Regions from separate parts of the Mus musculus genome. Here region 1 is linked to region 2. A link is a contact called in public Hi-C data. All regions are on one chromosome and are shown on one strand. The core of a region is the stretch at or near the end of the contact, and the rest is flanking DNA. Distances in the headings are between cores, read along the strand shown. Region 1 overlaps Enox1 (ecto-NOX disulfide-thiol exchanger 1). Region 2 has its middle 20 kb from the start of Enox1.

Region 1 (4,062 bases), core at 709-3,208, 490 kb before region 2:
GAAGTGGAACAGGCTTCAAACCCAATCAATGGTATTCTTTTTACAAAAAAAAAAAAAAAAAAAAAAAAAAAAAAGGAAAAAAAAAAGACTTCCTTCCAATTAAGCAGGAATTAGCATGAAATATTTTGTTTCTGAGAGGTTAAAAGAATTCCTTGGAGGAGGCCCTCTCTTGTTACTCGGCTTCTTATTGAACACAAGAGAAAGTGCTGTGGAGAGCTTCTATAAAGGGCTTTGTTAACACAGGGCTGATGATCCGGCATCAATTAGAATATTCCTTAGGAGCCTAAATGTTACATGGCAGGGGCTGAAAGAAAGAGTCTAATTTAAATGTTAATTTCTATTTGAAAAGCCCAAGGACCTAGCAACTTTCACACTCCCCCCCCTCAAAAAATTTAAAAAAAAAATCAACTATAGATGTATTTTTCATCTGTGGTAATTTTACCCTACCTCTCATTTCAACCTCGCTGTTCTTTGTCAGCTTCGTCCTTTACCTTCCCCTGTTTGCTCAGGATTTAATGACCTGAAAGGACAGCTCATTCATTCAACCCCGCGGAGTTACATATGGAGCCTCTGATACACAGTTAGGAAAGCGGAATGCCACAGAAAAGAGGGGAAGTAGTCTGGGGGACTGCCTCGTACTTCTGAGGAGCAGTGGATGTGAGAGAAATGCCATCATTCTCTGTACACCCCGCCTATACTGCCGTCCCTGTCGCTACTGGAGTGCAGGTGACATGGACTCTGTGAAGGAGAGAGGCACTAGTGGGTCAGAGATGGAAAGGTGGAGGGGCAGGACGAAAGCTCAGGAGGTAAAGAAAGGGCTTGCCTTGTGAACATGAGGCCCTGAGTTTTTATCTCTGAGAACCTATGTTAAAACAAGCAAACAGAGAGGTATTTCACTGCATGCCTGTGACCCCTACACATGGGGAGACATAGATGGTTAAATCCTTGGACCTCTCTGGCTAGCCAACCAGCCCGGCATACTGGGTGAGGTTTATGCCAGTGGAGGGTGGAGGTGAGGGGCAAACAAACCAAAATGGATGATGCCTGAGGACCAACTGCCAAGGTTGTCCTCCGGCCTCTATGTGTACATGTGGGAAGCCACATGTGCCGTTGCAGGGTGGCGCTGGCCACCACACATACATAGGCAGTAAAGTTTTTTGCCAAGAAGAGGTTTTGAGAATTAACCAATCAGATGAGAGACAAGTTAACCAATCAGATGAGAGATAAGTTAACCAATCAGATGAGAAAGAAGTTAACCAATCAGATGTGAGACATGCAAATGAGGTGGTAAGCATAACCCATGCATAACCAATCCGGGTGTGAGACATGCCTCTCCTAGGCCTATATAAGCAGCACCAGTTCTGGGCTTGGGGTCTCTTCGCCTCTGCAATCAAGCTCTCCCAATAAACGTGTGCAGAAGGATCCTGTTGTGGAGTCTGCTTTGCTGGCGAGTAAGGGCACGCACAAGATGTACACTTATACAGACAGAGTTGGGGGAGGGGGTTGGAAGCCTGATACCAATTCTCAGACATCAGACTTGGGACAAATCATGAAATGTCCCTGAGATCTCAGGGTCCTTATCTGAAAAATATAAAAATATTGTGAAGTATATGAAAATCATAGTCTTTGCTTTCATCATCTTTGGCTCAAGATGAAGATTTAAAATGTCCCTCTGAGAGATAAGAAATTAGTTCTTAGTTGTAGTTTCTTATCTGTCCAATAAGCCCACTGTAAACAATGCTGGGGCACCTGGAGAGAAAAGGACCCTGTAGTGGGCACAAGGGTGAGAGGCTCTCCCTTCTCAGGAGGGCCCGCCCTGTATCAGCTTAAATGCCCACAAAGGTTTCTCTGGTGTTCACAAAGTTGAGTTGAGCAAACATTTTTCAGACTCTCTCATTGCTCCCCGTTTCTCGGCTGGCTTTTGGTAGTAACTGTGACTGCACAGCAAAGCACAACTGTGTGGATTCTCTCCTAGGGAAGGGAGGACTGACAACAGGCTGTAAAGATTTTCTAGAATTTATGAGCAATACTTTCACTTCAGGGACCGAGTCTTAATTAGTCTTATAAGACGACGTTAGTAATTTCCCCTTTAATCTGGCACTTCCAGACAAAAGCCCTGGTCCCAGACACACTGTAAGGATTCAGTAAATGTTGTTAAATCTGTCACTGCTTTGTATTGTGACAATGCGTAAGATAATTCACAGAGGCAAGGAGCTGAGGCCAGGGAAAGGCGTGGTTTCCAGAATTACACAAACCATACTAGAAGAATCCGGTATGAAGATAAGATAGAAACTGGTCAGTAAGTCACTACGACAAGAAAGAAAGCTCATGTCTTGCCCTGCAAAGACTAGGCCAAATAGATCAGATTTCACCTCACGACTCATAATTACAGTAACTCAACAAGATCCATTATTGACTTCTTATATTTATTAAACAATTCAGCTTATTATTGGGGGCACAAAGACTCAATATTTGGTCCTTATTAGATTCAGAATATTGGGGAGAAGGGAAACATATTGCTCTCAAGACCTCCTCCAGCGCCAGCCTGCCCTGAGTGTGGGAACTGCAGTAAGATTGATATTGCCACGTGTGTTCTCCCTCAGACTTTTATTTTTAAGATATATTTAGAGGCATATCTCATAAAGAAAAACCCTGGGAGCAGGGAGACAGGGAGAGGCACTTCAATAAGCCCTGAAATTAGATGTTGAATCAATACACTGATGGCCTTGTGGGCTCTCCCGGGCCCTGGGGGCGGGGGAAAAAAGATGAGAAATCAAAGGGCAGCCGAAGAGGATGAGGATGGCAGCTCAGGTCCGCCATTGAGGGTTCGCGCATGCTCAGAGCTCAGAGTAGCCTTCCTTTTCCCGTTATTGCTCCAGAGACTTAGGAGACAGAGCACTGGCGGTGACTCTGTGTGTGTGTGTGTGTGTGTGTGTGTGTGTGTGTGTGTGTGTGTGTGTGTTTCATCCACCCCTAGCATTTCTTCAAATCATTTCTTCTTTCTGCCTACACCCAGATAGTAGACTCTCCAAGGAAATAGCACTCAAGCAGACGAGGGATGGTGACAACTTCCTGAACAGTTATTTTTGTTAGAATGGACTTAAAAACAGTTTGCTGGGTCCAGTACTGAGCCTGATACCTGGTTAACTTTTTTGTGATTCATAATGTAAAAGTCAATATTCATTACAGTATTATTAATGTAACACACGTGCCTCTCATAGTCATTTTCAGAGTACACAAAGAGGAAAGAACAAAAATCATTTATAAAGAAAAAAAAACAAATTGTAATCTTTTACAGATACTAAATATTTTCACCCATTTCCCTATAGATCTCCTCATAGCATATAAATTGTGAACATAATGCATATATAAGCATGTATTTGGAGTTGTTCACATATGCCATTTTGTAAGTGTTTTTAATCACTTGGCAACTATTCTGAGAACTTTCTATTGTGCCATTTAAAATCTCTCAGTCATGATTCTTTTCCCAAGTCTGATCTGATATAGCATTAAACAATAGTCTAGTATAGTGTATATAATAATATAATGAGATATTTAAAATTCTTAAAGTAATTCTGGGCAATGGGAATGTATACAACTGCCTTAAGCTATGCAGACTCAAGGCAGCCCAGGTGGAAATCCAGGGTTTTGGGACACAGACACTGGAGACCCAGGAAAGACTCACTGTGGGACTTACAATGTCCTGCTGGATGCACTGTGGTTAACACTCTGCCTTGCAACTGTTGCCTTAGATCTGTTTCTTTCTACTTCTCTGCTAATGTTTGGAGTTTAAATCAAAAAGTTTTCTTCCTCAAAAAACTTCTCAGTAGGTTTGACACATTGCATCCTTAGACGGGGCAGCACAGCTACTGATCATGAGTCTGTTCCAAGTATCAGAACTACTCAGTGATGTACAAGGGAAACATCTCAAAGCTATGGAACACTTCATGTAATAACAATTAATAGGCTGCTTTAAACATCAATTGCCAGGGCTTCGAAGTACAAGATAAGTATGTGATGGCAAGGGGGATTTCTGAAGAAGAGGAAGAAAATAGTCACTTC
Region 2 (4,153 bases), core at 290-2,789:
GAAAACAGGGATATAGACTTCCTGAAATAAAATAAAATAAATTACATAAACACAATGTACAATAAGCTTATACTCTGACCTACTTCTGATATCTTCTGGAAATAACTAGAGACCTTGGCTACTTTAAAGTTTCAAGGTTTGAGTTTCCCAAAACAAGTTAACAAACTTGCCTAGTTACTGTATAAATTATAAACTGATGTGAAATAGTTCTGCTAAAACACAACCTTGAGACTTTCTGCCCACGTCCCCTGTCTTCCAAAGCATTTCAGTCAACATCTACTGTTGGTAGAATCAAAGTTAGGAGATGTGATTTTTTTTTTTAGGGGAATGTAACTTAGGCAGAATTTAGAGCCTTTCTCCCCACTCAGATGTCCTGCCCAGCCCATGATGAGGCCAATGACTGTATCAAACTGGGTTACTGCCCGCTTTGCTCTGTTGCCAGGATTTTAGATGTGAATTGCCACCGACTACAATAATGTGGGATAACTCTCAGCCTACTGCTATATCTTGCTTGGTACACAAAGTGTCTGGGGTATATGGGAATGGCAAATAAATGTGTGTATAATGGACTTCATTAGGATAAAATGACTCACATTAAGAAAGAGTACCCTCCTATATAATTTGAAATGGCTCAATTGCATTCAACACGACTAGAACACTAATATCTTGGTCGGTAATCAATGGGAATGATAATAACATAAAATCTACATGTCTAACATCTAGCTTATCAGGAAAAATTAGCGAGTATGGAATGCATAATTGGTTTAAAATGTGTTTTTGAACCATTTAAAGAATGGACATTGTTATTTCCCAGTTTCACTGGCACATGGGGTACATGTACACAGGGAACTGTGTGCACAATTGTAAAAGAATTCCTAACTAACTGAAGGATGTGTCTTGGAGAGACAAATCCACTACTGACCTAAAATGATAGGAAACCATTTCACCATCCTAACGTATACTTGTGCAAGCTAAGGACAGCCACTTCTTTCATCTGCTTTATTTTTTTTAAATCCCTTTCTATTTTTTTTTTTAATAATTTTATCAGAATTTGCTAGGTTTAAATTTTGTTGCCACGCTAAAGATTCAGACGTGTAACTGAAAAAAAAAATAACAAAAAGATTTGATAAGTCAGAAAGAGGAAAAGACAGGAGGCACAGGTGAGGGATTCGCAAGAGGCCCCCAACCACGCCGCTTTCTTTTTAATTAGCAGGCTCCTTTGTGTAGGTTCCTTCTCTTTGCTCTTTGCCTTTGACCCAGCAGCACTTGAGAGATAAAGTGGACGGCAGTGACACGGTAGCATCATATGCTTTTAGGTGTGGATCCCTGCTCCTTTACCAAGGTTATTAATATTGGATAAATGCCCAGATTCCCCCCTCCCCCCAGAGCAGAACAAAGGGCTTCCTTGCTGGCTTCTAAATTAACTTAGAAGATCAAGAGAAAGGAAGTAGCTGTCAAAGCATAATGATCTTCTGCAGCCATTTCGGGGACAAGGGAAAGCCTAGAACATACCTGATGAGCAGAGCCAGCTTGGTGACAATTAGTAACTAACAGTGACTTGAAATTTTCAGACTTCTGATGAAATGACAGGAAATAAATGGGGGAGGGGGTGTGCAGGAAAGGAGGAGGAAAGAGTCAGCTTAGGATGAGAGGGGAGAGGAAGCCATTTCTCTCTACCCCACAGAGAAAATTCTAAGAGGGGCCCAGTGGTGTTGCCTTGTAATTCTGACCGTTCTGGAGGCTGAGGTCGAAGGATCCCAAGTTCAAGAAGAGCATAAGCTACAGGGGGAATACAAGGTCAGTGTAGGCAACCTAGACCCTGTCCTCTAATTTAAATATATAAAAAAGACTTGGACACAGCTCAGTGGCAGAGCTATTGTTTAGGCATGTGTTCAGTCCCTAGTGCCACAAAAAGAAACAAACAAAAATACTTAAGCACCTGAGTGAAAAACTAGAATTTCTTCATTGGCTCTCATAATTTTTAAGGTTACAAACTGGCTAAAAACATCCCTTCAAGGTTAAGAATGACACTCGGTTTGGTGTTCATTAAGTGTGCATAACATATTGGGGATTGATTGATCCCTGCCTGGCTCTAATAAGTTGATTGTACATGCCTGGAATCCCAGCACTTGGGAGATGGAGTTAAGAGAATTCAGAGTCAAGGTCATCCTTTGCTACATAAAGAGTCCCAGGCCAGCCTTAGATACACACACTTGTAATGGAAAGGAAGATGACGAGGAAAAAGAAAACTCCTTCTTCCGCTTCTTAATAGACAGTGGAAATCAAGTTGTTCTACAACTATGGCAATGTAGGCCAGCGAATGTGTCACTGGTCTGAGACTCTTCTAGTACCAAGTGTGTACTAGAGGGGAGCCAATAACCCGCAGGGGCTGAAATAAAAAGTCTTGGGCTGGAAATCTGTGCAGCATCACCAGGGCAGAGGAGGAGCCAAGGGAGCTGGGAAGTGGCCATGGGGAAAACACCTAACCATGCAGAGGGGAGGAGAGAGGCAACGCTCTTATGACCTTCCAGACAGATCTATAAACAACACAAGTTAAGTGAATGGGCCCTTGCTTTTGAAATCCCAGCCTTCCCCCTCCAATGAGGTGGGAGGAGCCTGGTGATGCCTGAAGCTGGGATTTAGAGGACAGCAGTTAGGAAGAGTTTTTCAGTCCCCACTCTTCACAGCCCAACAAATCATAGGGTCAACCCTTAACTGAAAGAAAGGGAGAGTCCGAGTTATATTTAGAATTCTATAAAGATATACTAGAACTGTGATTCAAAATGGCCAGTAATGCTGGGAAAGCCATCTGAAATATGTCCAAGTGATGGGGGGGAAACAGTCACCAAACATAGATGAGACAGTCATAGCTCACTGATTTTTGTCTGTAGAGAGTGTGTGGCCTCTTTCCATACGCATTGCTCCTCTGAACTACAGGTGCTGCCCTGGGATGCCTTCGTACCCCCTTCCCTCCTCATCACAACCATCATCTGAAGCCATTCCGCAGTAGGCCTGAGCCAAACTACACCCCATCTTCTCTGTGAGGAAACCTGGAGATCTGGGGTGCTGAATAGATTCCTCAATGAATTATTGAGGTCTCTTACAACCTACCAACTATCAGAGGCTTTGTGATTCAGGGCCACGCTGTCATTATGTGTGACCTGCTGCATATTTCGGGGTAGAGGATGTACCCTGACAGGTTTTGTTCAATCATTTATCAAAAGCAAAACTCCTCACTATTTCTTTTTGTATTCTAGAGGTAGTGTAAATCCATTGACTGCCATTTGATATTATGTGAAAACTTCACATTTTTTTTTAACCATCTCGTAATACTTACTTTGCATGTTTTAGGACTTCAAAACGAAAGAAGTTTGGGTCTGTTATAGGCCTCATTCCCTGCTCCAAAGTTAGTGTGCTCCCCTTTAACTTGAAGCAATAGGTTACTCAGCTGAGGGTTGCCGTGTGGACGGGATAAGCTTAATGATGCAGAGTACAGCAACCTTTTAAGATGTCATGTTTGAAGTACAGTCTGACAGAATTATTGTAGGAAGTAATATTCACAGACCACTGTATAACAAGGAATGCTGTGGTTGATTTCTTGTCTGAAACAACCTGATGGCTAAACCTGCTTCTAGCTATTAGCAGACGGGGCAACGTTGTGGCTCCTCAGAGGCATGCCCCTTACCCTACTCTCTCCTCACTGAATCTCTGACTCAAAGATTCTTTCTTCCTCCTTCCCCATTACACACTATCCAGCCTCACCGACTCCACCCAGCATGGCAAACTATGGCTGTTCCAGCACACAGAAGCTCTGGTTTGACATAATCTTTGTTTTCTTTTTCAGCCAAATATTGTCAGCCAATGTTAATTTTTCAGAAAATTCAGGACATACTGGGAATTTCACTATATTCATCTTTTCTGTGTTGAGGGTACTTTTTCAAGTCTTACTAGCACAGTAGGGTGTGAGATAAAAGAGAAAAAGGACTAACAGTGTACATCATATTGTGTTATACGGATATGTACTTATTGAATGAGCAACTGCTGAATAAATGACTCGGAACCATACCACTTAACCAGTCAGGCTACATATTTATGTGTTGTTCTTGAATATAGGTGTTCAGTAAACATTCGTACTCTACTTAGAATCTGAGAC

Evidence for each region. Hi-C and Micro-C count contacts between places; a contact is called where the count stands out from the background.
Region 1: a contact with region 2 is called in a Hi-C map of the N1E-115 cell line, with 7 times the contacts expected there. The contact joins two enhancer-like sites. A contact is called at or near these places in 1 of 15 datasets of contacts at CTCF or cohesin (the NIH/3T3 cell line), 7 of 484 Hi-C or Micro-C datasets (the HL-1 cell line, the N1E-115 cell line, brain and 4 more), 2 of 115 datasets of contacts at active chromatin or transcription factors (embryonic basal ganglia and embryonic stem cells) and 1 of 9 other capture datasets (embryonic stem cells).

What each region holds. Positions count from the first base shown.
Region 1 is chr14:77,623,442-77,627,503 of GRCm38.p6, reverse strand. All of the region lies in intron 13 of Enox1 (ecto-NOX disulfide-thiol exchanger 1), which reads right to left. Among named protein-coding and RNA genes, the nearest start is that of Gm52115, 29 kb to the right of the region's middle. Within about 2 kb of position 1,958, at least 16 of the 459 cell types and tissues checked have an H3K27ac peak or open chromatin away from gene starts, as enhancers often do. A contact at or near this core is called in the N1E-115 cell line, where this site is marked.
Region 2 is chr14:77,134,342-77,138,494 of GRCm38.p6, reverse strand. No RefSeq gene overlaps it. Among named protein-coding and RNA genes, the nearest start is that of Enox1, 20 kb to the left of the region's middle. Within about 2 kb of position 1,539, at least 2 of the 459 cell types and tissues checked have an H3K27ac peak or open chromatin away from gene starts, as enhancers often do. A contact at or near this core is called in the N1E-115 cell line, where this site is marked.